4 separate regions of the Sus scrofa genome follow, and regions 1, 3 and 4 are each linked to region 2. The links are chromatin contacts, called in public HiChIP or PLAC-seq maps. All regions are on one chromosome and are shown on one strand. Each heading gives the region's core, a stretch centred on a gene start, on an enhancer-like site or on the middle of the called end of the contact. The rest is flanking DNA. Distances are from core to core; before and after follow the strand shown. Region 1 holds the start of RPS6KA1 (ribosomal protein S6 kinase A1). Region 2 holds the start of PIGV (GPI mannosyltransferase 2). Region 3 has its middle 20 kb from the start of RPS6KA1. Region 4 has its middle 67 kb from the start of ARID1A.

What was found. HiChIP or PLAC-seq counts read pairs in DNA pulled down with a chosen protein or histone mark.
Region 1: an H3K27ac HiChIP or PLAC-seq map of alveolar macrophages shows a contact between it and region 2. The contact joins the promoter of RPS6KA1 here to the promoter of PIGV in region 2. A contact is called at or near these places in 1 of 5 promoter capture datasets (fetal skeletal muscle), 1 of 47 Hi-C or Micro-C datasets (liver) and 2 of 2 datasets of contacts at active chromatin or transcription factors (alveolar macrophages and skeletal muscle).
Region 3: a contact with region 2 is called in an H3K27ac HiChIP or PLAC-seq map of alveolar macrophages. The contact joins the enhancer-like site here to the promoter of PIGV in region 2. A contact is called at or near these places in 2 of 5 promoter capture datasets (fetal liver and liver), 13 of 47 Hi-C or Micro-C datasets (alveolar macrophages, blood, embryonic fibroblasts and 8 more) and 2 of 2 datasets of contacts at active chromatin or transcription factors (alveolar macrophages and skeletal muscle).
Region 4: a contact with region 2 is called in an H3K27ac HiChIP or PLAC-seq map of skeletal muscle. The contact joins the enhancer-like site here to the promoter of PIGV in region 2. A contact is called at or near these places in 3 of 5 promoter capture datasets (fetal liver, fetal skeletal muscle and liver), 14 of 47 Hi-C or Micro-C datasets (alveolar macrophages, brain, embryonic fibroblasts and 7 more) and 2 of 2 datasets of contacts at active chromatin or transcription factors (alveolar macrophages and skeletal muscle).

The regions. Positions count from the first base shown.
Region 1 is chr6:83,903,723-83,906,900 of Sscrofa11.1, reverse strand. RPS6KA1 (ribosomal protein S6 kinase A1) reads right to left here and starts at 1,777. Exons shown (of 22, transcript NM_001243214.1): 1 at 1,591-1,777. The coding sequence starts at 1,653.
Region 2 is chr6:84,128,377-84,131,577 of Sscrofa11.1, reverse strand. It overlaps PIGV (GPI mannosyltransferase 2), which reads right to left and starts at 1,667. Exons shown (of 4, transcript XM_003356221.4): 1 at 1,565-1,667.
Region 3 is chr6:83,882,962-83,886,580 of Sscrofa11.1, reverse strand. No RefSeq gene overlaps it. Among named protein-coding and RNA genes, the nearest start is that of RPS6KA1, 20 kb to the left of the region's middle. Within about 2 kb of position 1,655, at least 74 of the 83 cell types and tissues checked have an H3K27ac peak or open chromatin away from gene starts, as enhancers often do. A contact at or near this core is called in alveolar macrophages, embryonic fibroblasts, fetal liver and 7 more, where this site is marked.
Region 4 is chr6:83,981,311-83,984,516 of Sscrofa11.1, reverse strand. No RefSeq gene overlaps it. Among named protein-coding and RNA genes, the nearest start is that of ARID1A, 67 kb to the left of the region's middle. Within about 2 kb of position 1,881, at least 82 of the 83 cell types and tissues checked have an H3K27ac peak or open chromatin away from gene starts, as enhancers often do. A contact at or near this core is called in alveolar macrophages, brain, embryonic fibroblasts and 6 more, where this site is marked.

The DNA.
Region 1 (3,178 bases), core at 528-3,027, 220 kb after region 2:
AGTTGAGTTTCCTGTTTAAACCTGGCCCCTGCCTCAGGATTCCCCAAAGGGAAGCAGGAAGTAGTGCCCTGGACTGGGAATTGAGCTCCTGAGTGTCCGCCTCCCCTGCTAGTGTAACACACGGTATGTTCTCAGCTGAGGTCCCCCCCGGCCTCTCCCAGTCTACCTTCCTCTGAGAGATCTAGGTCGCAGGAGCGTGCCAGGGCAAAGGAATCCACCTCAGAGCAACCCCCCCAGCCCCTTGTGCCCCAGTCGGGGGGCGGGGGTTGGTGCAGTGTGGATAGGGGCTGCAGAGGGCAGTGTTCCTCACCTCAGAGGGTGAGTCAGCGAGAGAACCTCTGAGCTGAGCAGGGCCTGTAAAAACCCTATGGCAGGGATCCCAGAGCAATTTACTCCAAATTGGGCCTTCAGGTTGGTTACCTAATCCTGCCGCGCCCACCCTCCAATAGCCAGTGTCAGCAGTGACCATCCCTTTAAAGGGGCAGCACACCAGGGGTCCTCACTCTGATCTCAATCTGTGGCCCTGAGAGGCAAGGCACTTGGTGGTTGCCTCAGGTAAGTACCAAGGAGGTGTACTCAGCAGGGGCTATGAGCTGAAGCCAGGGGAAAAGCACCTTGGCTCCCAGGCTCACTGAGGTCCCCATACCCCCTCCCCTCCGCATATCCCCATATCTCCTCTGGAAAGGCAGTATCACCTACCTACTTCCCAGAATGAGGCTGAGGAGAAAGTTTTCTCCACCTGCTGGTTCAGGGGCTTGACCTTGACCCTGGAGGTCAAAGAGCACAGGAAGAGCTGGCCTTTTGCAAGTTTGGAGCCTATCATCTCAGAATCCTCAGAGGGCAGGAAGGAGTTGCTTCTGGAAGAGGCTAGGCAGGCAGAGGCCAAACTCCTCAGGGGCCCAACCCTTCTTATTGGGGGGGGGGGGACAAGAAGCAGCGGCAGCCACCAAGGTCCTCCCCCTCTCCAGGAATAGTCGTCACAAGGACTAAGGGCTTTTCCCCATTCTCTTCTCTACAGCCCGGGGCAGGGGACACAGGTGTTCTCTGACCCTAGCCTGGGGCAAAGAAAACCAAGAGTTTCTGCCCCAGACGGGCCGTGTCACCCCAAATTCCACAACTGCCAGGGTCAAAGGGGCAATCCTTCTAGGGTCAGCAGCGGAAAAGCTGGGAGATCTTCCGGTAGGGCGATGCGCGATGTCAAGGAGAAGTGGGGGGTCCTACGACCCTTGTCTCTTGTAGAATCCGAGACATCTGGCAGCCCGGAGCTGGCCGCCTGGGCTAATGAAGGAAACTCCCACACCTCCCGGTACAGGTCCTAGGTGTAGGGAGAGGTAAGGGGAGGCCAGATCTCAGCGCACCGCGGGATCCCCTCTCCACGCTAAGGGATTTCTCGGCACTTGGCGGAACTGTCCCTCGCTCACACACACCCAGGACATAAGGGGGTGGAGCCGGAGAGGGGCCAAGAGATCGGAGGGCACTCGCGTCCTCGCAGGCGCCCGCCAGGCTCCGGCGGCGCCGCGGGCCGCCCCGCCCCTGTAGGGACCCGGGCTCGCCGGCCGCCAGCGCCCTTCTCCCGCCCAGCTCACTCACCTCCGGGTCCAGCGGCACCAGCTCCATGAGCGGCCAGGGCTCCTTGAGCTGAGCGAGAGGCATCGCGCCGCCGCCAGGCCGCCGGAGCTCCACCGGCGGCGCCGGCTGCGCCGCCTCTCGGGTACCAGGGTCCCCGGCTCTGAGCCCTCGTGCCCCCTCGCCCCAGCAGAGACCCCGGCACTCAGGCTGGGCCGTCCACCACAGCCGCCGCCGCGGCACTCGCACTTCGGCTCCCTCCGTCACCCGGCGCCGCCGCGCCCATTGGCTACCTGCGCGGGGGCGGAGCCAGTAAAGCCACGCCCCAGCCCCCGCGGCGCGGCATTCCCAGCGCAGACCCCCCGCCCCCTCTGCTAGGGGAGTGCTGGCCCCGCCTCCACCGCCAGCCCGGGGTCGGTCTTCTGCTCCGCCCGGGAGAGGTCCGCTTGACTTCTCCCTCTCAGACCTGGTTTCCTCCGCGCTGACCTCTCCAGGGCCACCAATCTCCTCGACTCAGCTCGTTTTGAATTGCTCCTTTTCCCTCCAGCCGCCCTGTTTGCCCTGTTCCCGTCTCCTCCCAACCCCTCCCCCCACACACAGACACACTAAATGACCTGGCCCTGACCCAGGCGGAGGCTGGAAAGGAGCCTGGGCCCTACTGCCCTCATTAGGAGGCCCTAGGACAATCCCCCTTACGGAAGCCGACACTGAGATCCCCTGGGGATCCCAGCGCCCCAACCCCAGGTAAGGTTTCCCCATCATCAGAACCCAGAGTGATGTCTTAATACACAGAATTTCTCCAGAAGCAGGACCAGCTTCTGGCTGATTTGGGCTTGTGCCTCCTCTAAGGAGAGTGGGTACCATGCTCCCAGGATTGACTGACACTGGACTGCCCTTGGAGTAAAAGGCCGGGAGAGAGAGTCTCCCTGGAGAGATTCAGCCTCCACCGAAAGAGGTGCTAGGGGTCCAGGCTTGCTGAGATTTATTCACACGTGGGGGCTTGGAGAGATGGGCTTGTTTTTTTTCATGGGCGAGGAAGAATGGCCATTTACAAAAGCTGTTCTAAAGCAGGACTGTTTCACAGAAGCCTTCTTTCAACCAGGTTTCACCAATGTGTGATTTCCTTGGATCCTCACCACCACCTAGTTTACACATCATAAAACAGTCTCCGAAAGGTATGAGTTACCCAGGGTCACGCAGCAGGTGGGAACAGATTAGGATTTTTAAAAATCAAAGTGCTTGAGAATTTCTCCTAAATTAAGATGCTCCCATGGAGTTCCCATGGTGGCACAGTGGTTAACAAAACCGACAAGGAACCATGATGTTGTGGGTTCAATCCTGGCCTTGCTCAGTGGGTTAAGGATCCCACGTTGCCATGAGCTGTGGTGTAGCTTGCAGACACGGCTCAGACCCCACGTTGCTGTGGTTCTGGCTTAGGCTGGTGGCTACAGCTCCGATTAGGCCCCTAGCCTGGGAACCTCCATATGCCGTGGGTGCGGCCCTAGAAAAGACAAAAATAAAAATAAAAAATAGATGCTGTGGATATAGCAATGAACAAAAGAAAGTCCCTCTTCTCATGGAGTTTACATTCAGTCTAGTGTGATTAGATAAA
Region 2 (3,201 bases), core at 418-2,917:
CTTCACCAGTTCATTGGCTCCGGATACAAAAATCACTGCTCCGAGTATTCCTCCCACCATATCTCACGTTGAGAGCAAAACGACAGAAGTCACAAAAGCCACAGGAAAATAATACAATATCTCCAGAAAAACCTGCCATGAGCAACAGTTCTCTTTCCTCAGCACAAGGGGGCGCCTGTTGCTTACTCCATCACCAGGAGGCCAGGAGGAAGGGAGGGGCTCCCAACGCCAAACGGGTTTGCTCATCAAAATTCAGTTCAAAAGCAAGCTTCTGAAATCCCCAGAGAGCAGCGGTAGTTTGTGAATCTACCCAACAGTTCCAATATCTGACTCGCTGAATCGAAAGGATTCGCGGGAACAGGCACAGCCAGCCTCACACGTCCGCTGGTTGCCTATCCTAGCGTTTATTCACTTTTTCCCTTCTTTCACTTCCCACCCACATGCAGAGGAGTTGGGAACAGAAGAGCACGTAACCCACCTCTGCCTCTTCACCAGGCTTCCATTCTTCCTTTCCTCTCTCTAGAGTCAAGCTCTAGACCCAGCGACAACAGAAGACGTGCAGCCTACCCTTAACTTACAGGTAAACCGAGTGAAAATAAAACCAGTGAGCTCCCTCTCTGCTCATTGAGGGCCTCACTTCCCAACAACCCCTCTAACGAAATCACAGATTCTGAACTGGCAGGGCACTTAGAGAGCAACCAGTTTTACCCTGTTTTCCTGTGAGATAAATATGCCCAGGGTAATAAAATCTCCAGAGTTTTTCCACCAGAGATCTCATTACACCCCATGAGGCCTGTGTAATTACAATCGCCATTTTATGGATGTGGAAACTGAGGCTCGCTGGGGTCAGGTGGCACAGCCAAAGCAATATTTAAAGAGAATGTCTTTTCTTTTCCTTTTTTTCCCTTCTGAAACCTCATAGTCTACCAGCCCTCACTCCTGCCAAAAGGGTTGCAGTCTTCCAGAAACTGGATTACAAGCCGGGTCTCCAAGCCCAGTACTTGTCTGACAGCGCAAGCTCTTGCTGTTTGTACTCAAGGCAGGGAGGGCCCAATCTGGGCCGATAGGAAAACCTGTGGAATTGGAGCCCTAGTTTCTCTGGATAAGATTAACATCCTCTGTGGGGTAGGGAGGTCGCTCTGACCCAAGGTCCTCAGGACCAGAGGTTTTGCTAGCTGCCGCGAGGCAGAGGCCATCTTTCCCAAGCCCAGCCGGGTCCGAAGCCCGTTCTCGCGTTCTCCTTTTCGGACGTAGTCCCAACCAGGGACTGGGCATCTCCTCTCCACAAAGGGGACACGGCTCAGCGGTTAACTCCCGAGGGAACCGGTGGGGCCCGGTCCGGCCTAGGGCCGGAAGGCAGGGGCGGGCTGCAGGCTGTAAAGGAAGAGGCGGCACTGGGAGGCCGCTATGGCGGAGGGGCGGGGCTCCTCGCTTCTCGCGGCCTCCGCCTCATTTCCCTCGGCCTCCGTTTGACAACTTCCCTCCCCCTGGAACTCCTAGGCTCCCAAGCTGGCGCCGGGTCCCCGGCACCCGCTGCTCTCAACCTCCCAGGCGGGGCCCGAACCTTAGCTCGTCCATCCGGGGCCCCGAGCGGTCGCGCCTGCGCACTGGCTCCGCCGATGGCGGCCCCGCCCCGCTCCTGCCGGGATTCTGAGCTGCCCCGCCCCCCTCCGCGGCGGCCATGTTGACTCCGGGCGAGTGGGGCGGGGACGAAGGATCTCGCGGTTCCGCGCCAACCCCACCCCCACCCCACCCCCGCATTGGCACCTTCCTGCCTTGGTGACACCTGAGGAATTCCAACTCCTCAAGCCCCTTCCCCCGCCTTCATTTAGCCCGTCGGGGCTGCTGGCTTAGAGTCGATGCTCTTGGCCCAGTTCCGCCCCGCAAACACCAACTGAGTTGCCCTGTGGGCCGAGGCTCTCGGAGTTGGGGGCTGCCCTGCGGCCTCTTCGCAGAAGCCCGAGCCGCACTTTCCCTGCTGTTCGGCAACAACAGGTCAGCACAGGGCCTGGAGCAATAGCTGTTCTTCTTTGAATAGAAAAAGAAGCCTTTTGGGGTTTCTGTGGCCAGCAGCGGCACCGTGCGTCCTGGTTGTGAAGAAAGTGGGGGTTCCCCCTGGCTTTCCCCTCCTCCAGCTACTAAAGACCTGTCCTGCTTCGGTCCTCAGCCCCAGCTCAGGTGACTAATGAGGATGGTGAAGGAAACTTTAGAGGACCCCCCCACACCGCCCCGGGACTCCTTCAAGCAGTTTCTCTCGTAGGAAGCGGGGCCAAAAAAGAAAAAAAAAAAAGAAGAAGCAGCTAACTCAACAAAACTGTCTGTTAGGGAGGAGCGGCCAGTTGGTGCCCCTGTAACGGAAACTGTTAGAACAACTTTGCACCCTCCTTAAAGGAAATAGATAATAAATCCTTCTCCGTTGGTGGATTTCTCATTTCTCAGGATTCCAAAGCCCTCTGTGGTTTCAGTTATCTGCCCTCCAAACGAAGCTAGGGTCTGTGTTAGCTTCTGGCCACAGCCCTGGCTGAGGGAGGGGTTTATCTTCCGCAGCAGCTAATAGGGTGGGAACAAAAGAACTGTTTGCTATCTCTCCAAGCAATGACAACTAGCCCACAGCAGTTCTGGGGGGCCAGAGACTGGATCTTTTGATTCTTTATTGCTCATTTTAGGTCCTGAGACCTAAACTTCCTCAGGTTTTGTTGCGTTTAAGGTGGATAAATCACATTTTCATCCTGGTGTGTTGGAGGAGAAGGGGTAAAATGGAGTTTAAAAGACTCTTCTCCCAGGTTTTATGGTGACATACCTTGTTCTCAAAAGCTCCAGAGGCATGTGAGTGAATCAGCAAAGCTGTGGGGCACACTGCTGACTGGGGCCTAAGGTTGTGGCTTGAATCTCTAGAAGTCTATGAGGCTCCAAGCAGCACTCTGTTTGCAGAAACAAAATTGAGAAATGAACTATCCTTCCTTTGTGAGAAAGACATGCATTCTTAAGGTTCCCTCTGTCCACATCAAGTTTCCTCAAAAATCTATTTGTAAAAAGGACAGGGGCCTCTTCTGACAAGTCAGAATGTTTTCTAAAGCTCAGCTGTCATCCTTCAGATCTTCAGCTCTACTTTCTTGCAATTTCTCCTTCCTTTCCTTCTCAACTACCCACCCCCTCCTCTTCCGCTCTGTTTCCTGTTTCATTTTCTGGCTCCTGCTCCGA
Region 3 (3,619 bases), core at 406-2,905, 240 kb after region 2:
CAGCTATCTCAATGGTGAAGGTGAATGTTTTTCAACTTTCAAATCTCTCTCTCTCTCTCTCTATATATATATATATATATACTTTTTTTTTTTTTGTCTTTTTAGGGCCACACCCGCAAATATGGAAGTTCCCAGGCTATGGGTCCACCACATCCTTGAACTCTACCACAGTCAGTGGCAACGCCAGATCCTTAACACACTGAGCAAGGCCAGGGATCGAACCCCTTCCTCATGGATAGTCACGTTCCTTAACCACTGAGCCACGACGAGAACTCCAAATCCATAATTTTGTAAGTTTTACATTTAAAAAAAATAAGACACATGAGGCGTTCCCATGTTGCTTCAGCTGATGAAGTACCCAGCGTTGTCACTGCAAAGGCTTGTGTTGCTGCTGTGGTGGAGGTTCAATCCCTGGCCAGGGAACTTCCACATGTCGTAGGTGTGACCCCCCCCCCAAAAAGAACATAAATGAGATAGATGAATTACTTTCACATAAAGAAAAACAACACTGAATGGACCCCGCGTTGCTGTGGCTGTGCTGTAGGCCGGCAGCTACAACTCCGATTTGACCCCCTAGCCTGGGAACCTCCATATGCCACAGTTGGGGCCGAGAAGAAAGGAAAGAAAGGAAAGAAAGGAAAGGAAAGGAAAGGAAAGGAAAGGAAAGGAAAGGAAGGAAGGAAGGAAGGAAGAAAGGAAGAAAGGAAGAAAGGAAGAAAGGAAGGAAGGAAGGAAGGAAGAAAGGAAGAAAGGAAGAAAGGAAGAAAGGAAGGAAGAAAGAAAGAAAGGAAGAAAGAAAGAAAGAAAGGAAGAAAGAAAGGAAGAAAGAAAGGAAGAAAGGAAGGAAGAAAGGAAGAAAGAAAGGAAGAAAGGAAGGAAGAAAGGAAGGAAGAAAGGAAGAAAGAAAGGAAAGAAAGGAAGGAAGAAAGGAAGAAAGGAAGGAAGAAAGAAAGGAAGGAAGAAAGGAAGAAAGGCAGAAAGGAAGGAAGAAAGGAAGAAAGAAAGGAAGAAAGAAAGGAAGAAAGGAAGAAAGAAAGGAAAGAAAGAAAGAAAGAAAGAAAGAAAGAAAGAAAGAAAGAAAGAAAGAAAGAAAAGAAAAACACTGAAGAGGAAAGAAAGAAAAGAAAAACACTGAAGAGGGGAAAAGCGGTGGCGAGGGTGGGGTGGGGTGGTTCCCATTTGTTTCCCGGGCCCACGGCATAACAGCATCAGAAAGCAAAGGACTCTGATTCTGTGAACCTCAGTCCTATGTTAAACCGTTTGAGCTCCTACCAACTACTCCGGTGGGCAGGAAGGGCTAACTGGGCACCCTGTCTTCAGCGGTTTGGGCTGCCCTCCTGTGCCTAGGTACTCTTTTGCAGACTACAACGGAAAGGAGGCAGTTCAAATTGCTCCTCTTTTCTATGCATGGGGACACTTCCAATACCTCTGCAAGTAGAGTAAGGTTTGCAGGAGCCAAGTAAGGGGCAGGGGGTAAAAGGCCCTCGGGCCTGGAGCTCTTTCTAGATGTTTGTGGCCTGAGGCCCCCAAACCACCTCTCTCCCCCAGTCTTGTTAAAACTGAAGATGAGGGCGGGCTCTGCAGGCACTGCAGGGCTTTGCTGAGGTTCTCCGGGTGGGGCCGCCCCGCAGCGAGTGGAGGGAGCTGCTGAGCCCCCAACCACTTGGGGGACAAGTGAGCAGTTCCTGGAAGGTGGGGGAAACGAGTGCCATGGCTATCTCTATAACAACCGGCTGGGGGCCCCCCATCAGCCGTCTCTATAAAAACCATCGCCTACAGATCTAGCCCCCAGATTGAGTCCCAAGATTTCCTGGCCAGTTCCAAGAACCCAGCCCAGAAAGTGGGCGGGGTTCCTGCCGCCTCCTCCTCCCCTCCCCCCTTGGGCCCTTCTCGCTTTTAGGCCCCAAATCCCCGCCCAACTCCAGGACCAGCCCATTCATCTCCCAACACTAGTTGGCCCCGCGCTCGCTCAAACCACCGCCGGTGCGCCCCCAAACTCCTTGTTCTGAGCCTCCCCCACCCCGCCCCATTTCCGCATAGTTCGTGCTCCCGGCACCCCGCGCGCGCCTCGGGTACCTCCTTGGCCCGCGGGAACCGAAGCCCGGAGACTCCGCCCGTCCTAGGCCCCGCCCTAAAGCCCCACCCTGGCACGTGCCCGCGCGGGACCGATAGCCTCTCAGAGCTCCCAAGGTGACCCCTTGGAAGTCAGTCCCTGGCCTTACTATCAACCCCTGGGATCTGCCTTTGAAGGATTGGGAGGGGGGGTTCGCGGCGTTCTGAGAAGTTCAGAAGCGATGCAGGCCCGGAAGCGGAAGCAGAGGGTTGGAGAAGGCCGGACGTCGGGGCAGCGAGGACCACAGAGATCGAGCCCACGCCCACCTCCTTCCCTCCCGGCGGGCACTCTTGGGAGTGGGACTAGACGCTCGGTCTGGGTCGGGAGGGCTCGGAGCCTGAATCTGAGCAAGGGCTGTCCCAGTACCCGCCAGGTGTGCTGCGCGGGACATGCGGCGGGGCGGGGTGGTCCCGGGAGCAATTGGGGGGCGGAGGACTAGTCAAGTGAGCTGTAAGTCCCCGGCCTAGGATCGGGAATCGAGGGTCCAGCCAGAGGGACTGTGGTGAAATTAGGTCCAATGGCTCTCTCTGCCTGAATGCCGTGACTAGTCCTGGCAAGAGTGTGGTGTTGGGGCTCTGCCTCCGTAGCACCTCCTAGGTAGGGCGCGGAGCTTGGCTCTAAACTGCCACCGTGTGGCCGCAAGGAGCAGCGCCTGTCTGGCACCTGGAGACTCCACAGGGCTGGGGCGTGGGACCAGGTCCTGGCAGCTATCTATCCCTCGGGGATACCGGCTTTAGAGGCTCTCTTCCTCCCAAGTTAGGTTCCAGGAATGGGATTGAGGTTGCCGTGGTGGCGTTGGAGTGGTCACCAGGCCTTCATCCAGTCGCTGTCAATCCTGCTCAGCTGTCTGGGACTCTTGTGGACACCCAGCATCCGCCAGCATCCTGCTTACTGAATACAAGTTGTGGATGAAAATGATCCCTCTCAAAGGCAGCAAGTCCTCCAACAATCAACCAGCTTTTCCTAAGCATCTACTATGTGAGAGATTAATAAAGATGAATAATTAAGTAGGGAAAGCCCTCTCATGTTCATAGTTCTCCATTCTCATGAAAATAACGTAACTTTTGGAGTTCCCTTGTGGTGCAGTGGGTTAAGTATCTGGCGTTGTCACTGCAGCAGCCTGTGTCGCTGCTGTGTTGTGGGTTCCATCCCTGGCCTGGGAACTTGCAGTTCACTAAGGGTAAAGCACTATCACTCCTATCCAGCAGATGAGGAAATTTAGTTTCAGTGGGTTAAGTAACTTTCCCAAAATCACACAGCTCTAAGGATGGAATTGATAAGACTTAGCTTTTTTTTTTTTTTTTTTTTTAGTAGACTATTTATTTATTTATTTTTTTAGGACCACACCTGTGGCATATGGAATTTCCCAGGCTAGGGGTGGAATCTAAGCTGCAGCTGCCAGCCTATTGCCACAGCAACACCAGATGCGAGCCACATCTATGACCTACGCTGCAGCTTTCAGCAATGCAGGATCCTTAACCCACTGAGTGAGGCCAGGGATCAAAT
Region 4 (3,206 bases), core at 632-3,131, 150 kb after region 2:
AAAGAGTTCCCTTCATGGCTCAGCAGTTAATGAACTGGACTAGAATCCATTAGAATGTGGGTTCCATCCCTGCCTCACTCAGTGGGTTAGGGATCTGGCATTGCCATGAGCTGTGGTGGTAGCTCGAATCCTGCATTGCTGTGGGGTAGGCCAGCGGCTGTAGCTCTGATTTGAACCCTGACCTGGGAAATTACATATACAGTGGTTGTGGCCCTAAAAAAATAAAATATATATATATATTCTGCTATATTTTACAAGCCTCTCACCAACTGGAGATAACTTTAATCCAGAGCTGAAGCTCAGGGCAGAGATGATTTTGGGGACTGAGGTGTGGAATTCAGGAATAAGTAACCAACCGCTTTAACAAAAAAGTTATCATTTAAAATAAAATGGTAAATTTTTTGTCATTTTTACTTGAGGGGACAAATTGTCAAAATGTTTTCAAAACCAAAAGAATGACAGCTCTCAGATGGGAGGAGGAATAAGAGAATTACCTAATCTAAGAGAAAACATTACACGTTGTGTTAAAAAAACTTTGCATTGAACAAATAAATGCATCACCTCTAAAAGCTCCTTGTGCCTGCTAAGATCTGGACTTGGCCCTTCTTCTAATTTAGTAATTGCTACACAGTTGATTTGGGATAAACTGTTTCTATGGCGTTTGCCAACTGGGCTGGGGTGGTCTCCGGAAGGATTGAAGGTCCCAAAAGAAAGACGAGGGAACTGGCTTTCCTACGTGGTTTAAATTGTAGGATGTCGAGAGTTACTCCTTGCAGTGTCGGTTACGGTGCCTGATTTTGGGAACAACTCGATGGGCCTTTAGAGTCCAGCCTGTCCGCGCTCTAGACCTCAACTTTCCCCTCTGTAAAATGGAGCAGGCGATCGCTACCGTAGAGAGGAAGAGTACAGGAATTACTACCCGCAGCCCCAATGTGAAAGCAGCCATCCAGTTAGGACAGGGAGGAGGCGGCGCCGAGAGGAGCGAGAACAGGGCAGTTTGCAGGAAGTGCTTCAGGGTAGGGAGGGGAGACAGAAGGCGGAGGCGGGAATGTGAAAGCCGAGCCCTAGCTGCGGAGTTAGTACCAGAGCTCAGGGGAGGCGGGGCAAAGCTGGGGTGAAGGGGTTAGTCAGTGGATGGGCAAGACAAGCCACCTCCCCCGGAGAGAGGGCTGGGTGCGGGGGAGACTCTGAGGTGGCGGCTGAGGAACGTGGGGGGAGGGGGGAAGCGAATGCGCTCAGGAAAGGGGCGGGAAGCGCGCGCCCACCGCACGCATGCGCGCGCCCAACTCCTCCAGGTCGCGGGCCTGGGCTTCTGAGCGCGCGCCTAGCGCCGACGGTGCGGACGTTACAGGAGGTGGAGCCACGGGGCCCCTCCCCGCCGGGACCTGGCAGTCTTGCTGCGCGTCTCTCGAGGAGGCGGGTTACCACTTGTTTCTTCAGTGGGGATTTAGGAGGCAGGGAGAGGGAACTCGTTTCCCTCCTTTGCTCTTTTCGTTCCCCTCCCCCACGAAGAATGGGGCGGGAGGTCCTGGGCGTGTCAGGGAGAGTCCGCTCCGGGTTTTCCCGCCCACTTTAACTCTGTGAGCGCTTCGACCGCGCGGCGTTTCACTCCACCCGGCGCGTCCGAGCCCTCCGCCGGAACTCGTTCCGCCTCCCCCTCCCACATCTTTCTCCAAGAATGGAAAGTGGGAGCTCGGACCTCTTTCCCTGAGCTCCTCAGACTAAGCAGACATTCGCTCTCTTTTCGGAGTTCCAACTCCGACAGTCCCTGGCAGCTAGAATTCTCAAATCACGTCGCTCTGAGGGACTACTTGACGTCTCCGTGCGCCCGGTAGTGCGGCCACGCTCTGAGCTCTTCCTGGAAACTCCCGCCTCGGGGAGCCAGGAGAGCCCGGCCGGGGGAGGGGAACGGAGGGGGCGCACACGCCCCCTGTCCCGGGGGAGGCTCCGCGCCCCCGCCCTCCTCCCGGCGGGGAGGGGAGGGAAGGCGCGAGAGGGGGAGGGGAGGGTACGGAAACGAGGAGGGGGGTGGCTTCCCGCCCCACCCCCACCCCCACCCCCACCCCCCGCCTGGAGAACAACGGGTTCCCGCTGCTGCCCCCTGCTGCCCATAGCGCCCCGCACCCCACGGTCCTGCCCGGCCCCGAGAGGGGCGTGGGGGGCGCCGCAGCCGCCCTGGCCGTGGGAACCAGAGCCGAGGCTTATAAGAACTGACTGGTTTCCTGTCAGAAAACTTCGTTAGAGAAGCCCGTTGGGCCAATTTGGTCCCAGGCAGAGTTGGCCACATTTCCCTACAGCTCGGTGACCTCCCTTCTACTTTAAAACAACGGTGAATAATCTTGAGGGAAGCAATCGGTTGATAAAACCAAGAGCTACACCACGTTGTACCGCTCTGACTCAAAGGAAATTAAACAAAATACTGATTGTGGGGAATTTTTAAAGGGCTACCAAGAGGAGGAACTCGGGTTTTTCAAGTGAAAGCTTTTTTTTTTCTCTCTCTGTATGTACACAAAGATGTAAGTCGTGAGTTTTTTACAGCAGTACATCTGCTTGTAAGCGTACTTGAGTTTGTGGTTTAAAAAAACCTTCGTGAACTTTTTAAAAGACGTTTGTTTCTGAATCCAACAGGAAAAAAACCAATTCGAAAAAGCCTGAAAAAGTTCAATTAGAATAGCAGCCACATTTCAACATTTCCCAGATTTTGCAATATTAAACTGTGAGGGTTTGTGCCAAATTTTAAGGCAAGAATTCTTACTGCCAAATTACAAATTTCTCAAAATGAGGGGTGTTCAACCAAATTGCTGCCAGACCCCATAAACAGGCACTAACAGCACTGCTATAATTACACCTTATTATCTCCCTCGCAGCCTTACTTGATTCCCTGCCGGATAAAATCCTCATCCCGGGTGTCACTAGCTGGCCTTTTTCTGGGGCTGAACAATCACACACTTCCCATGCCTCAGTTCCTTCAACGCCTCTTAAGCTGTATAACTGATCTCCTTCAATTCCATTCTTCACAGTCCATCTCTCCCCAAAATGCAACCCAATCAGGTTATTTTCACCCCAGCTTCCCTAGAGACTAAGAAATGAAGATGAAAACAAATTTATCAGAATTACAAGAAAAATTTCTTTGAAGAAAAGGATTTAGGCCAAGAAACCAAATTTGTTGTTTAACTCAAGTGCCCTACAGGGATTTAGCATAGTGG